Regions from separate parts of the Mus musculus genome. Here regions 1 and 2 are each linked to region 3. The links are chromatin contacts, called in public Hi-C and HiChIP or PLAC-seq maps. All regions are on one chromosome and are shown on one strand. Each heading gives the region's core, a stretch centred on a gene start, on an enhancer-like site or on the middle of the called end of the contact. The rest is flanking DNA. Distances are from core to core; before and after follow the strand shown.

The links. A called contact is a pair of places that touch in the nucleus more often than the background predicts. HiChIP or PLAC-seq counts read pairs in DNA pulled down with a chosen protein or histone mark.
Region 1: a contact with region 3 is called in a Hi-C map of muscle stem cells, with 2.7 times the contacts expected there. The contact joins two enhancer-like sites. A contact is called at or near these places in 4 of 484 Hi-C or Micro-C datasets (the HL-1 cell line, Sertoli cells, muscle stem cells and 1 more) and 1 of 115 datasets of contacts at active chromatin or transcription factors (pancreatic cancer cells).
Region 2: an H3K27ac HiChIP or PLAC-seq map of stem cell-derived neural progenitor cells shows a contact between it and region 3. The contact joins two enhancer-like sites. A contact is called at or near these places in 7 of 484 Hi-C or Micro-C datasets (cortical neurons, forebrain, nephron progenitors and 2 more) and 3 of 115 datasets of contacts at active chromatin or transcription factors (SST interneurons, pancreatic cancer cells and stem cell-derived neural progenitor cells).

Annotation. Positions count from the first base shown.
Region 1 is chr2:21,260,080-21,264,308 of GRCm38.p6, reverse strand. No RefSeq gene overlaps it. Among named protein-coding and RNA genes, the nearest start is that of Gm52501, 33 kb to the right of the region's middle. Within about 2 kb of position 2,493, at least 43 of the 459 cell types and tissues checked have an H3K27ac peak or open chromatin away from gene starts, as enhancers often do. A contact at or near this core is called in muscle stem cells, where this site is marked.
Region 2 is chr2:21,034,876-21,038,637 of GRCm38.p6, reverse strand. No RefSeq gene overlaps it. Among named protein-coding and RNA genes, the nearest start is that of Gm13375, 68 kb to the right of the region's middle. Within about 2 kb of position 1,262, at least 110 of the 459 cell types and tissues checked have an H3K27ac peak or open chromatin away from gene starts, as enhancers often do. A contact at or near this core is called in SST interneurons, cortical neurons, forebrain and 3 more, where this site is marked.
Region 3 is chr2:21,139,500-21,143,720 of GRCm38.p6, reverse strand. It overlaps the pseudogene Gm13377. Among named protein-coding and RNA genes, the nearest start is that of Enkur, 64 kb to the left of the region's middle. Within about 2 kb of position 1,815, at least 166 of the 459 cell types and tissues checked have an H3K27ac peak or open chromatin away from gene starts, as enhancers often do. A contact at or near this core is called in SST interneurons, cortical neurons, forebrain and 4 more, where this site is marked.

The sequences.
Region 1 (4,229 bases), core at 1,244-3,743, 120 kb before region 3:
GGGACCAGCAATGTTACTCCAAGCAAGGCCAAGTGCCAGAGGGCACGCGGATGGTCTGGTTCCTTCCATCAGCAGTCATGGGGTGAGACAGCTTCGGGGTCAGCCAAGTCTGCAGTGAAAACAGGACTTGCTTTGTTCTCACTGAGAACAAAACCTCTGAGAGCATCATTCATTAACATCACATGTTGTAAGTGTTGGGGTACTAGGGTGCTACAACAATCTAAGAGAAAGTTGGGTTAGCTTCTTTTTCATCAAAACTTTTAAAAGGTAAACTGGGGCTTAAAGCAAAGACAAGCATTTTTCCCTTCCCTACCCAGACTTAAGGGACGTCAAGAGGCTAAGACGGGAATGACAATGCAAAATTAAAACTATGTGGTCCGACGGCTTCGGTGTTCAATATTTGCACCTAAGGAGGCAAGGGGTAGTTCTGACCTTTGACTGACTCAACTTTTACTCATCAATTTGTTCAAAACCTACTATAGTTTTCTTCTACACAGGGTGGGCTAATACAGTAGTTCCCTGCTGCATTTCAAGAAGAGCCCACACATCCTTCCACCAGGACTGAAAACCGGCAAGTCTTTTTTCTGTCTCTCTCATTTATTTGTTTATTTATTCACTTTCCATCCTGATCAAGGCCTCATCTCCTCCAAGAGCCCCCTTACACGGTCCCTCGCCATCCTCCCCCTCCCGTTCTCCTCTGAGAAGGACAAAGCACCCTTTGGGTACCTGGCTCATCAGGTCACCAAAGGACTAGGCACATCCCCTCCCATTGAAGCCAGAAAGTTTTAAATAAAATGCAGATCACCTAGTGAAAATCAGTGAGTGCCAGCCCACCCTGGATTTCACCTCCCTTTTCCCTTCCCTTTTCCTTAGTTGTTCAACACCAGCTAGAGCAGGAGCCAGCACACTGAGGAAGTAGCTTCCTCAATGCCTCTCATGCAAAGCCCTCCAGCTCCTAACTGCCCATCTCTCCAGAGCCTCGGGACCTCAGGACTAAGTCTTGGGAGGCGAGTGCATATTGCATAGTTTGACCTCTTAGAATAACCCCCACCCCTCAGCTTTGCTAACAGCATCCTTTGAATTCCTTTCCTCCAGCACTTTGCCTGCAAGTCCATAAAGAGCTCTCCTCCAAAAAAGGGGGTGGGCAATGGTTTCTGGACTGAAGTACAAACACCACTCATACAGGTCACCGCCTTCCTTGCCCACCGTGACATCAGTTGACATACAGCCTGGATGCACCGCCTCATTGTAATTCTGGTGAGGTGGATGTATTTGTCCCCCTCTCATTGCAGCTGCACATTAAGTCCTGAAAGATGGCCTGTTCTTAGCCAAGTACAGACTGAGAAGCTGGGATAGCCAGCTTTCATCCCAACGAGGTGGGTGTGAGGGAGGTGGTTGGAACTGCAATAGAACATTTACTGGACAGGTGAACCAAGAGTGACAAAAAGGAAAGTGTTTCTCACTTTATGTTTGGCACTTGCTGTAAATTACAAGCCAAGCACAATGGCCACAATGGCAGCAGCGGAGAGGAAGCTGTCTTTCTTCTAAGAAGCGGCTGCTTCGTTTGCATGCCTAGGACTGGAATCCAAGTTACAAGTCAGTGGATTAGGTCCTCTAAGGAGACACATATGAAAATCTGTGCCAGTTTTTCCAATTGTTTGCCTTAGATAAGAAGGAGGGAGTTAGAAAGGCGGGACATAGGCAGATAGAAGGGAAGAAAGGAAGTGGGAAGGAAGTACAGATAGGGAGGGGAAAGGTGGGTGGGAAGGAAGTGGGTGGGAGGGAGGCCAGGCCAGGCCAGGGAGGAGATAGATGGTCCTCCATTTAGCCAAGCTGCTCACCTGGCTATAGACATGGCAAGCACATGAAGAACTCAATAAAAGGCAATAAAAGATATAGGGTGCTGTGGCTAACTGAGGCAATTGACTAAACTATGAGAAAAGACTCTCACACAGACTTTGGACATAGCCTGAAGCAAGCAGCTGGCTTGCTAGTGAAGCCTAAAATCTCTTCAGGTTTTTATTGTTTTCCTAATGCTTTCAATTTTATGAAAAGCGAAAACAATTTTTAGCATGTGTGTGATGTATGTGCATGTGTGAGAGTATGTTTGTGTGTTCCTCCATAGTTTATGTGAGCATTGTCAACTCCATGGCTATTTTATTCTCACACACACACACACACACACACACACACACACACACACACACACACACACACACACGTGAGCTCGCACACCACAACCCCCACTGTGGGTTATTGAATTCATTTTTAAAAAGAAGTTGAGGTGCTTCCCTGAAGGAGAAAATCTTGACTGATGCCTGGTGGCAGAAGCAGACACAGATGGCCTGCTTAAGACAGAAACTTCTGTGAAGTGAGGAAGACACTTTCAAAAACACGGCTCCTATTATTTTCAAAGGGCATTTAAGGACACCACTGATCTTGGCTTCTGGTCTGTGCAGGGCAGCCATCCTGCTGGTCCAGTGTGCAGATCAACCGCTAGAGGGAGACAGGGACCTGAACTTCCACAGCAGTCAGGCTTCCCTACATAGTGGAAGAAGTTTCACTTCATGTCTTTGGAGACTGCTCAATTTCTAGATTGATCCCTCTCTTCAATAGTCACTGAAGGGCCTCTGTGCGTTCACATTACACAGTTAGGGACACCAAATCTGTACACCCAGTAGGGCCAGTCTTGCATTTGAAGTGGTATAGAGAGAAGTCAGGAAGTTTACAAAGCAAACATGCCAGCTTTCCCCTAGGCTCCTATCTCACCTGACTGACAATTTGAGGACAGGCCTGCAGCATCTGTCTCACCTGCTGCCTGGCTTTGGCCACACTGAAGGTTTAAACAAGGGAACGAAGCAAAAGCTCCTTTGCCTTTCAAAACTGTATCTGCTATATGTAGCCAGTTCCCTCAGTTAATGTAACAGAGACACCTCTTGGGTTATCCTCTATCAGCATGCCCCATGGGTACATGAAGAGGTGTTCACTTGGCATTAACTACTAGAGGGAGACCAGATGCTCCCTACCAAGGAAACAGTGAATAAGCTCTGACGACACTCCCGGATGTGTTATGAGGAATCCTTTATCATCACAATCTAATGGTGATTCAGATGACTCGCTGGGTCAGCTACTAAAGCTCTTTTCAACTAGTAAAATCATTTGCCACACAAGTCTGATGATCTGAGTTCAATTCCCAAATCCAACAGTAGGCGAGGACCAAGCTGTCCTCCGATCTCCACATATACACTGTGACACTGGACCCGCACACACGCATACACACAATGATAATTAATTTTCAAAATTAAACACTAAATGAAAACTAGCACATTGGAAAACTAATGATCAAGTTGAGCTAGATCACTTTTGTTTTTTTGAAACAGGATCTTACTGTGTAGTCCAAGCTGATGGAAACTCAGCAGCCTCCTCCCTCTGCATCACTATAGCTGGCTGATCTTCATTAGGTTTTTTGGTTTTTTTTTTTTTTTTTTTTTTTTTTTTTTTTAGTAAAGCTCTATGGGACTGCAGATATGGCTAGGACATGTCTCCAGGAGCACTGGCTGCTTTTCCAGAGGGACCAGGTTCAGTGCCCAGCATCCACAAGGTAGTTCACTGAACCTGTCTTCTGGCCTACTAGGAGACCAGGCACACAGGTCATGAACACACATGCTTTTAGGCAAAGTACTAATATACATAAAATAAAATCATCTTAAAAAAAAAAAAGCAAAGGCTCAAACTCTGAGCTATTGCTAAGAGCTGAACTTTCCTCGTCTTTCTTAATTTTTTACGTTAAAATACATACTCATTTTATAATCAAAACCTGGAATAAACTACTTTTAGGGAAAAAAGAAGGTGCTCCTTTTGTGTGAATGAGTATAAAGGAGATTGTAACCAGTGAGAACAAAGGATGGTTACTAAGGAAGTGCTCTAGCAGGAAGGGTGAGGAGTGTGTGGAGGGGGATGGCGAAGCTAATGCATGCTCACCTCACCTAGCTCCCTGTGCAGTGCCCAGCCAGGCACCGCTCTCCATAATGAAAACTTATCAGGGAGACAGGAGCAGATGACAACCCTCCAGACTACACTGCCTGCCAAGAACAAGCCCTTGGATTCCAGGCCGATTAGAAAGCGAGCACTGAAACCTTTGCTAGGGGGCTTTGCAAGGCAGAGAGAAACAGTTACCATTTTGTGAGGCAGAGAGAAACAGTTACCATTTTGGCAAGTTTTATTTTTAT
Region 2 (3,762 bases), core at 13-2,512, 100 kb after region 3:
AATCCAACGGAAATTCAAGGGCTTCACAGTAAAATTTCTAGGCAATGTGAGGCATGCAGAGATATCCTTTCTAATGAAGAATAAGTTGTCTCACCTCCCCTTCTCACCACCAGGAAGGAAGCACAACGGCTAGTGGGCCTCTTTGGATCATGGGTGGAGCACGTTCCTCATCCTGGTGTTTTCCTCCAGCCATATGCCAAATGACTCTGAAAGCTACTAGTTTTTAGCGGAACGTGGAATAGAAGGCTCTATTACAGGTCCAGGCAACTGTGGAGGCTTCCATACAATCCAGCAGGCCCTGTGGCTCATGGAAGGTGCGGACGCTGCTTGGAACCTTTGGCAGGGCCTTGTACGTGAATCACAGAGACTCATGACTCTGCTGTCATTTACAGACAACTGCTCTTCCTTTAAAAGGTAGCCTTAGTGGAACCTGAACATTTGACATTGAGCCACCAAGTTACCATGAGCTTAGACACCTTTCTTTCTAATATGTTGCATTTCTGAATTATATCTCCACCTCTTTCCCATGTGGACCAGACTGCAGCTGCACTTTTTGAAAACTGTAAGTCTAGATCTCCTGATGTCCTTTCAACTATCGTAAACTATCAAGGTTTTTGAATGGACAAAGGTCAAAGGCAGTTTTTTCTTATTTTTAAAATATGCATGGAGATATCCACTGTGGTAATTAACCTAGTTCGTCAAACTTGGATGAAGTTAGGACTTCCTAGGAGATAAAACCCTGGGCTTGTCTGTGAGGTGGTCTGTGAGAATGTGGATGACATAATTCCCTCCCCAAGGGCCCTGGGCTGAATGTGAAGAAGGAAGCAAGCCAAGTAGAACATTTGTGGCTCTTGACTTCCTGGATGTGTAGGAAAGGTGACTGGCCAGCTGCCTCACACTCCCGTCATCTGTCTTCCCCACCTGGACAGAAATAAACTCTGATACCTATACACGCATAAAATACAATCAAAATGCCTTCCAGGGTATTAGATCTGGATTGGGCCTGATTTAGTTGTTTGTTTGTTGATTACACAGTGTTTACAGAGTTCTCCTTCACTAACCCAGCATTTGCTTTCAATATCATGTGCATTTATAACGCAGAATTCTTCAATCGTTTGGTACAGAATCGACTTGTCACTTAGGAGTTGCTCATCACGCAAATCACAGCGTGCTTCAGCTAATTCTGCTAAGCCCTGCTCAGAGGCCTCTGTTCTCTATGACTCATGAGCTTTTTAAAACACTTCAGTTCAACAACATCTGGTCGCTTATATAAGGAGAGAGAGGAGAGAGAGTGTTCTTTACAATCAGTGGTTTTTCTGGACAGCGCCTCTGCACTTGGCAGCCTTCCGTTTCCCTCTGAGTGGCTGCTCTCTTTGTGTACTCAAGAGATTTTCATTCTCCCAGTAAGGATGAACACATGCAGAAACTTGGTCAAATTTTGCACATAAACTTTTGCAGTGATCGGTTCCTGAATCTGTGATATTAATCTGCTCAGAGTTGATCTGATCTTAAGAAAAATGAAAACCAGAGATAATTGGACATTGAATTCAAAGACATAAAATTCTTGTGTCTTACATGTCAGTGGGGAATGCAGTGTCCTTTTTGTTGGCTTTGGTTGGGTTGTGTTCTTGGGACAGAATCTCACACTGTAGCTCAGGCTGGCTTCAGATTTATAACCATACTTCTGCCTCAGTCTCCTAGGAGCTGGGATTACAGTTTATATACCTGATTTAGAATCCTATTTCTTATAGAGAAATTTCTATTAAGAGATCTTTGTGGTCTCTGATAACTACTATAAAAAGATAAGATTTATGTTTTCCAAAATGCATCTCTAGGTAAACTGCTCTGCCTACATGTGTTTCTCACCCTTTCTGTCTCACAGTTCTGCAGACAGGAATAAAATATGCATAATATTCATGCTGATGGAGGGTCCTAATAACCTTCTGGGTTGTCTTACATTCGTGGTTTAGTCTCGGCTCTCTTTATTCTTTGCAATAGCAACAGGGAGAGCAAGCTTGCTGCTGGGAAGGAATACATTTGTAAATGTAAACCTTTCTACCATTATTACTCCAGGCAGAAGAGAAAGAGCACCAAGTGCAGCCACCATTCCCCACAAGTTTTCATTTGCATATTCAGGGGGTAGAGATGGGTACACGGGGAAGCCCAGGAGTTAAAAAAAAATTGGTAATGAACCTGGTTTAACAATGGAGTGATAATTGGTTCAAGGTACTTAAAAAGATCAAAATGACTTTGTAATATGACGATGTTAACATCCTATTAAGGATGTTCATAAGTTAGTACTGTTATAAATCATATGTTCCACAAAAAGTACTTTAAAATTATCTTTCCATGGAACTAGTCTGGCTTACTAATAAATGGATGGGCCAAACATGGTGGTTTAGAAGTCTTTGATCAATATCCTGTTTCTATATCCTTTGTAGTATTTATTTCAGCGTACTTCATTAAATACTAACCACTGTCAACAAGTCCAAAAAGGAAAGTGATCTTGTTTAAAATAATTTGTTTGGTTTTGAAGGAAGCGGGCAAACACACTGAAGATGTTGCCAACATTCTTTGAGGTCTTGGCATAGTTTGACGTGTCAGTGATTCCAGAAAGTGTCTTGAGCACCTCTCCTCCAGGCAAGATCTAAGTTGTGCTCATTCTTCCCTGGGCAACACAGTACCTCAGCTTAAGAAATTACCATTTCCTAGAACACCCATATTCATAGCAGCAAATGTTCTAAGAAATACAAACAACCCAATCACCTGTCAAGGGCATCGATGGATGAATAAGTAAACAAAATATAGGATTCATATACATATGCATATTCAACAACAAGAGATGGGGATGTTGCTCCATTGGCTGACTGTTTGCCCAGCATGCATGAGGCCCTGAGTTTGGTTCCCCAGTAACTCATAAATGGGAAATGATGGCACACACCAGTAATTCTGGCACAAGGGGTGGAGAAAGGAAGATTAGACATTCAAGTTGTTCTTGGCTACATAGGGAGTGTGAGAACAGCCTGAAAGGGCAGTGGGGGAGACTGTTGCAGGCTGCAACATAAATTAACCATGAAGAAAATAAACCAAATGAAAGAAGCTATTCACAGAAAATACAAATATTATGTGATTCTGCTCCTACAAGGCATCTAAATGTCTATGAGATATAAGCAAAGCCATAGAAAACAGAGAGAATGGTTATTTGTCAGAGACTGGCTGTTTATTGGCTATGGAGTTTCATTTCTGCCAATAAAAAAATTCTAGAATTCTGGTTGTACACTGTATACACTGAAAATGCTTAAGATGATAAATTTTGGTATGTGTTTGCTATCAGGATTATAAATAAATATTTCCTCAGAAAGGATTTTAACCCCTTAAGTTTATTTTGCTTTACATTTCTCCACAGCGGTGAGAAATGACTGGAAACCTCTTGGCTCAGGGCAACCGAAAAAACCCACATATGACCCTCTTCTTCCACTGCTGGATTTCATCAAGATCAAACAATTCTCCCTGTCTAGGTGTGATGGGATTTTTATAAATTCCCAGTTTTCGGGCAGGAGCAGCGTGTTTCTTTAAAAATCCATTGAAAACAGCAACTAGTGCATGTCCTCCCTCATCTGGAGAAGTATGTCTTCTTGGTTTTCAAAAAAGGGGAGGGGAAGCCCACCTGTAAAGTGAAACTAGGAAGAGCGAGCGTCCTGGGGAGGGGAGCGCAGCTTCCCTGCTCTTCCCTCCTGCGCTGGCATCCATCGCTGCTGTGTG
Region 3 (4,221 bases), core at 566-3,065:
ACCCTGTGGGAAGAGTGTGGTCACTGCATAGCTCCACCCTAGATCTGCACCATACACAGTGGGAAGAGTGTAGTCACTGAGCTACATGGACCTGCTTCCTGGACACTGGAGTTCAACTGTTACCATAACAGCACTTTTCAATTCCTGTAATTTTTTTAAGATTTCTTTTATTTCATTTCATTTCGTGTATGAGTGCTTTGCCTGCACATATGCAACACCTGCATGGCTTGTACCCACAGAGGTTAGAAGAGAGCATCAGATTCCCTGGAATTGGAGTCACGGGTGGTTGTGAGCAACCACCTGAGTGCTGAGATTTGAACCCTGGTCCTCTGTAAAAGAAGCAAGTGCTCTTGATGACTGAGCCATCTCTCCATCCCAATTCCTGAAAATTTCAATAATATTGCTGATGAATATTGTCTGGGTCAGTTTTAAAGAAAGAAATCAGAAACAAAAGGCAGCTACAAAAATGATTCTGAGTGAAACTATTTACCTGTGTGCAAGAGAACATTACCCATTGATACAGCCAGGCACCAAACACAAGGACTAATGTCAGGGAGCCTACACCTTACACTCCTCTTCTTCCACAGTTCTGGTCCTTAGAGATTAACAGCTAAAGTGCTGAGCATGGCTGATCCACCAAACATAAGTACAATATTATTACACAATTATTCCAACTTAGGGCAACATGGATTGATAGGTAACTATTTTCCCTTCAGAGCAACACAACCAGCATTCCTCTTGCCAGTGTGTGCACTTGATCTTAGCCAAAGAGTGAAGAAGCTAGTGTGTGTGGGTGAGTGTGTGTGTGTTGCTATGTTTAGAAACCCCGTGGCTTTTCACATCCTAGGCAAATGCTCTATCACTGAACTACACACTATCCTAGCAAAAATCTTTTGGAGAAGACATAGTCAAGAGAACTAATGTGAGGCCTTTAAACCCAAAGTGTGCTGAGTGCAGGCTCTGGCATGATATGGGAGACCAAGGATATATAACCAGAAAGCAGGACCTTAGAGGAAAGAACAAAGAACCAGGGCGCTGGGCTATTAGAAAGCTGGAATTAGGGGTTGGTTTAACAACAGATTCATAAAACAAGGCTTCCTAATCAGAGTAGAATAATTGCCTTTAGCTACAACCTGAGACAATTAGAGTCAAGTGGTAAATCTGATACAGTATTTTGTAAAATGTCCCTGCCCTGGACCCATCGGATCACTAGGGTTTGGTCAGAGGAAATGCCGGCTCGGATCGTGGAGCTTTCCAACTCCTGGCAGGACGCCAAGCTCTGAAGTCCTCCGGGATACTCCGGCCCACTTCCAATGCTCGAGAACGCACTGCACTGACTCTTTTTAATGCATTGACTTGGGACAAATGTGCATTTAAAATCTGGCAGGGAGGAGTCTTGGAGATTGCTGGCCTGGGGGCTGCAGCGATGGGCTTTGAGAAGGCAAATAACAGGGGACTGCTTTTTCTCCTGAACGAATCGCAGGCCTGTCCCATATCCCCGCGGGCTGCAGAGTCGGCAAAGGGGCAGGCGGGGGTTGGGGGGCGGTAAGCCAGGGACGCTCCCCGGAGCGCGCTCAGGTGCATCAGGCGCTGCTCCACAGCTGCTCCCGCGCCGCTTTGGGAATGAGGCTCGACTCTAGTCCCAGCTTTCCCGCCCGCAGGCTGGGGGCGGGGCGGGCCCAGCCACATTCTCCCCCACCCCACCCCCCCGCCCACGCCCACGCATCCTCCGGGCGTCTGTCTGTCCAGCGTTCCCCGCGAGAGACGTGGCCGGGAGCAGTGAGAAGGCGCCAGACTCTAGGCGAGGCGTCGTGGTAAATGCGAACTCTGGATTCGGGCTCCCTTAGCTCGCGCCCCTCCCCTCTCCTCCCTTCGTTGCACCCCTTCACTTCCACCTCCCACCCCTTTAGCTGAATTGCGTTGGGGTGAGAACGGCCAAGGCTTTGTTCCTCCTGCGGGCGGAGATCGCTGGCTTCTTCGCATCCAAGCCTCCTCTCTCCACCCCATCTCACGAAAACCCTACTAAAATCACTCCTTCATCCAGAGTTCCCAGTAACTCCTCCCTTCCCACTCTCTCCTGGGTTTTTGGCCCGGAAGCCTGCCTCCTACCGAGTCCCCACTTCGGCTAGCCACAAGGAGTCTGGCCTGTGAGTCCGGGTGTAGGAAGACCCCAGCATGCAGCTCGAGAGACCATTCTGCACTGCCTATTAGCACTTCAATGAGTTTTGTTTTCAAAACGGCAGAGAACTAACTCTTCAGGGCAACCAAAATGCAAAGTAACGCAAGTGAATACAATTGGAACTTAGAATGTGGAGCGCGACTCTGCAGAAGCCAGCAGCCAGAGTGCCCTCTGCCTTCACTTGATATGCGAGAAAAACCCAGCAGTGTGTCAAGATGGAAGGTGGGGCCAGATCCAAACCTCTGCAATTCGGGGGATCATTCAGGTGTCAACCGGAGGGTACCCACCTCCCATAATCTTGAAATTAAGCTCTAGCAGATGGTGGTTATGACTCCAGGATTGGAATGAAAAGGTGTGAAGGTGGTGGGTGAGGCTGGTTTGCCATTAAGATCCTCTTTCCAGAGCCCAGCATGTAATTCACAGCTAATCTGTTTATGGAAATGATTGGATGTGTTTATGGATTGATTTAGAACGAGTGGGTTCAGAAGGAAACGCCTCTCGGTTAAATAGAACTGTTCAGGTTGAACAGGTCTTAGTTAAACATCGGGAACCTACCTTTCCTCAAGGAGTTCCAGGTTCCGCTCCTATGTGGGGAGCGGGTGTGGCGGCAGTCCCAAAGGTGCCAGGGACTGTAGCTAAGTCATATGACTTGCACCTGACTTCCTCATATAAGACACAAACATCTTGAGTGCTGCGCAGGTGTACCAGGATACAGGTGAATCCAATTTGGTGGAGATTTGCCCCTGCTGCCCTGATTAGCTGAAGCCTCGTGACTGGCGAGGGGGCGTGGCCTGCTGTGCGTGGATGGGAACTGAGAGTATAAAAGAGTGAGAGGCCCAGGGTTCGGGGGAGATATAAAAACAAGGGAGATATAAAAACAAGGGAGATATAAAAACAAGGGAGATATAAAAACAAGGGAGATATAAAAACAAGGGAGATATAAAAACAAGGGAGATATAAAAACAAGGGAGATATAAACAAGGGAGATATAAACAAGAAGAAACAGGACTGAATAAACGTGTGCAGAAGGATCCTGTAGCAGCGTCGTTCTTCCTGGCCAGTTGAGCATGCGCAACAGAAGTGATGCCGAAACCCGGGAAAAGAAACATCTTCAGGCAAGAGCGAAGACCCGCTGCTACAGGGAGGATTCAGAACTGCATCACTGGGAAGGAGCGGTTAATAAAGTGTTCCCGTAAAACAGACTGTTGAGAAGGATCCGGCGTGGATTCAGAACTCTTCAGCTGGGGAACGGTACTGATGAAGAGAAAGAAGAAAGATGAAGACGGAATAAACTGCTGTTAGAAGGACTGGTGGTCACGTCGTTCTTGCTGGTCGAGAGCGACACTCCTACAGCTTTGGAACCACACAAACTCTTCTTCCCGAAACTTGCATTCTGGGAAGGGACACAGGCAAGCGGTGTAAAAACACACAGTCCAGATAATTCAGCCAGGGCCGGGAGCAGTGTCTTTACCCATATGATCAAAGAGTCTGCAATGACATTCACAAGCAGCAACAGAAGGTAAACCCACGTTGGCACAGAGATACACGTCAAGGACAGAGAAGAGATCACTATATCTGATTTGTGCTTTTACAATAAAAACATTCCAGTCGCTGTGGGTATGATAGACCAGATGGGAGGGGGGTGAATATATGAAAGAGCAAGCATTAGCATTAAACTAACTCCCTCAGGAGTTACAGGTCAGGATGCTCTGTAGGCAACTTGAAAGTCATACTTGAAACTCCAGAATGTGATAGGACAGATTTGGAAAACCGTTGGCAGGTTTTCAAGGTTAGTTTTGGGGATAAATGAAGAATGGAATAAAATAAAATGGAAGAAGTAAAAACGACTATTAAGAACAAATGCCTGGAAAGCCCCCCAGATGTGAGAGGCACACTGTGGACACAAAGCCAGATCAAGGGACCATAAATGAAGAGCGGATGGGAGAAAGCAAGCAGGAGGAGGAGATGTCTAGAGAGCAGTTCGATGGAAATGGATTTACCAGGGTCATGAGATCAAGAGTGTCCGATGTTGCCAAAAGAGG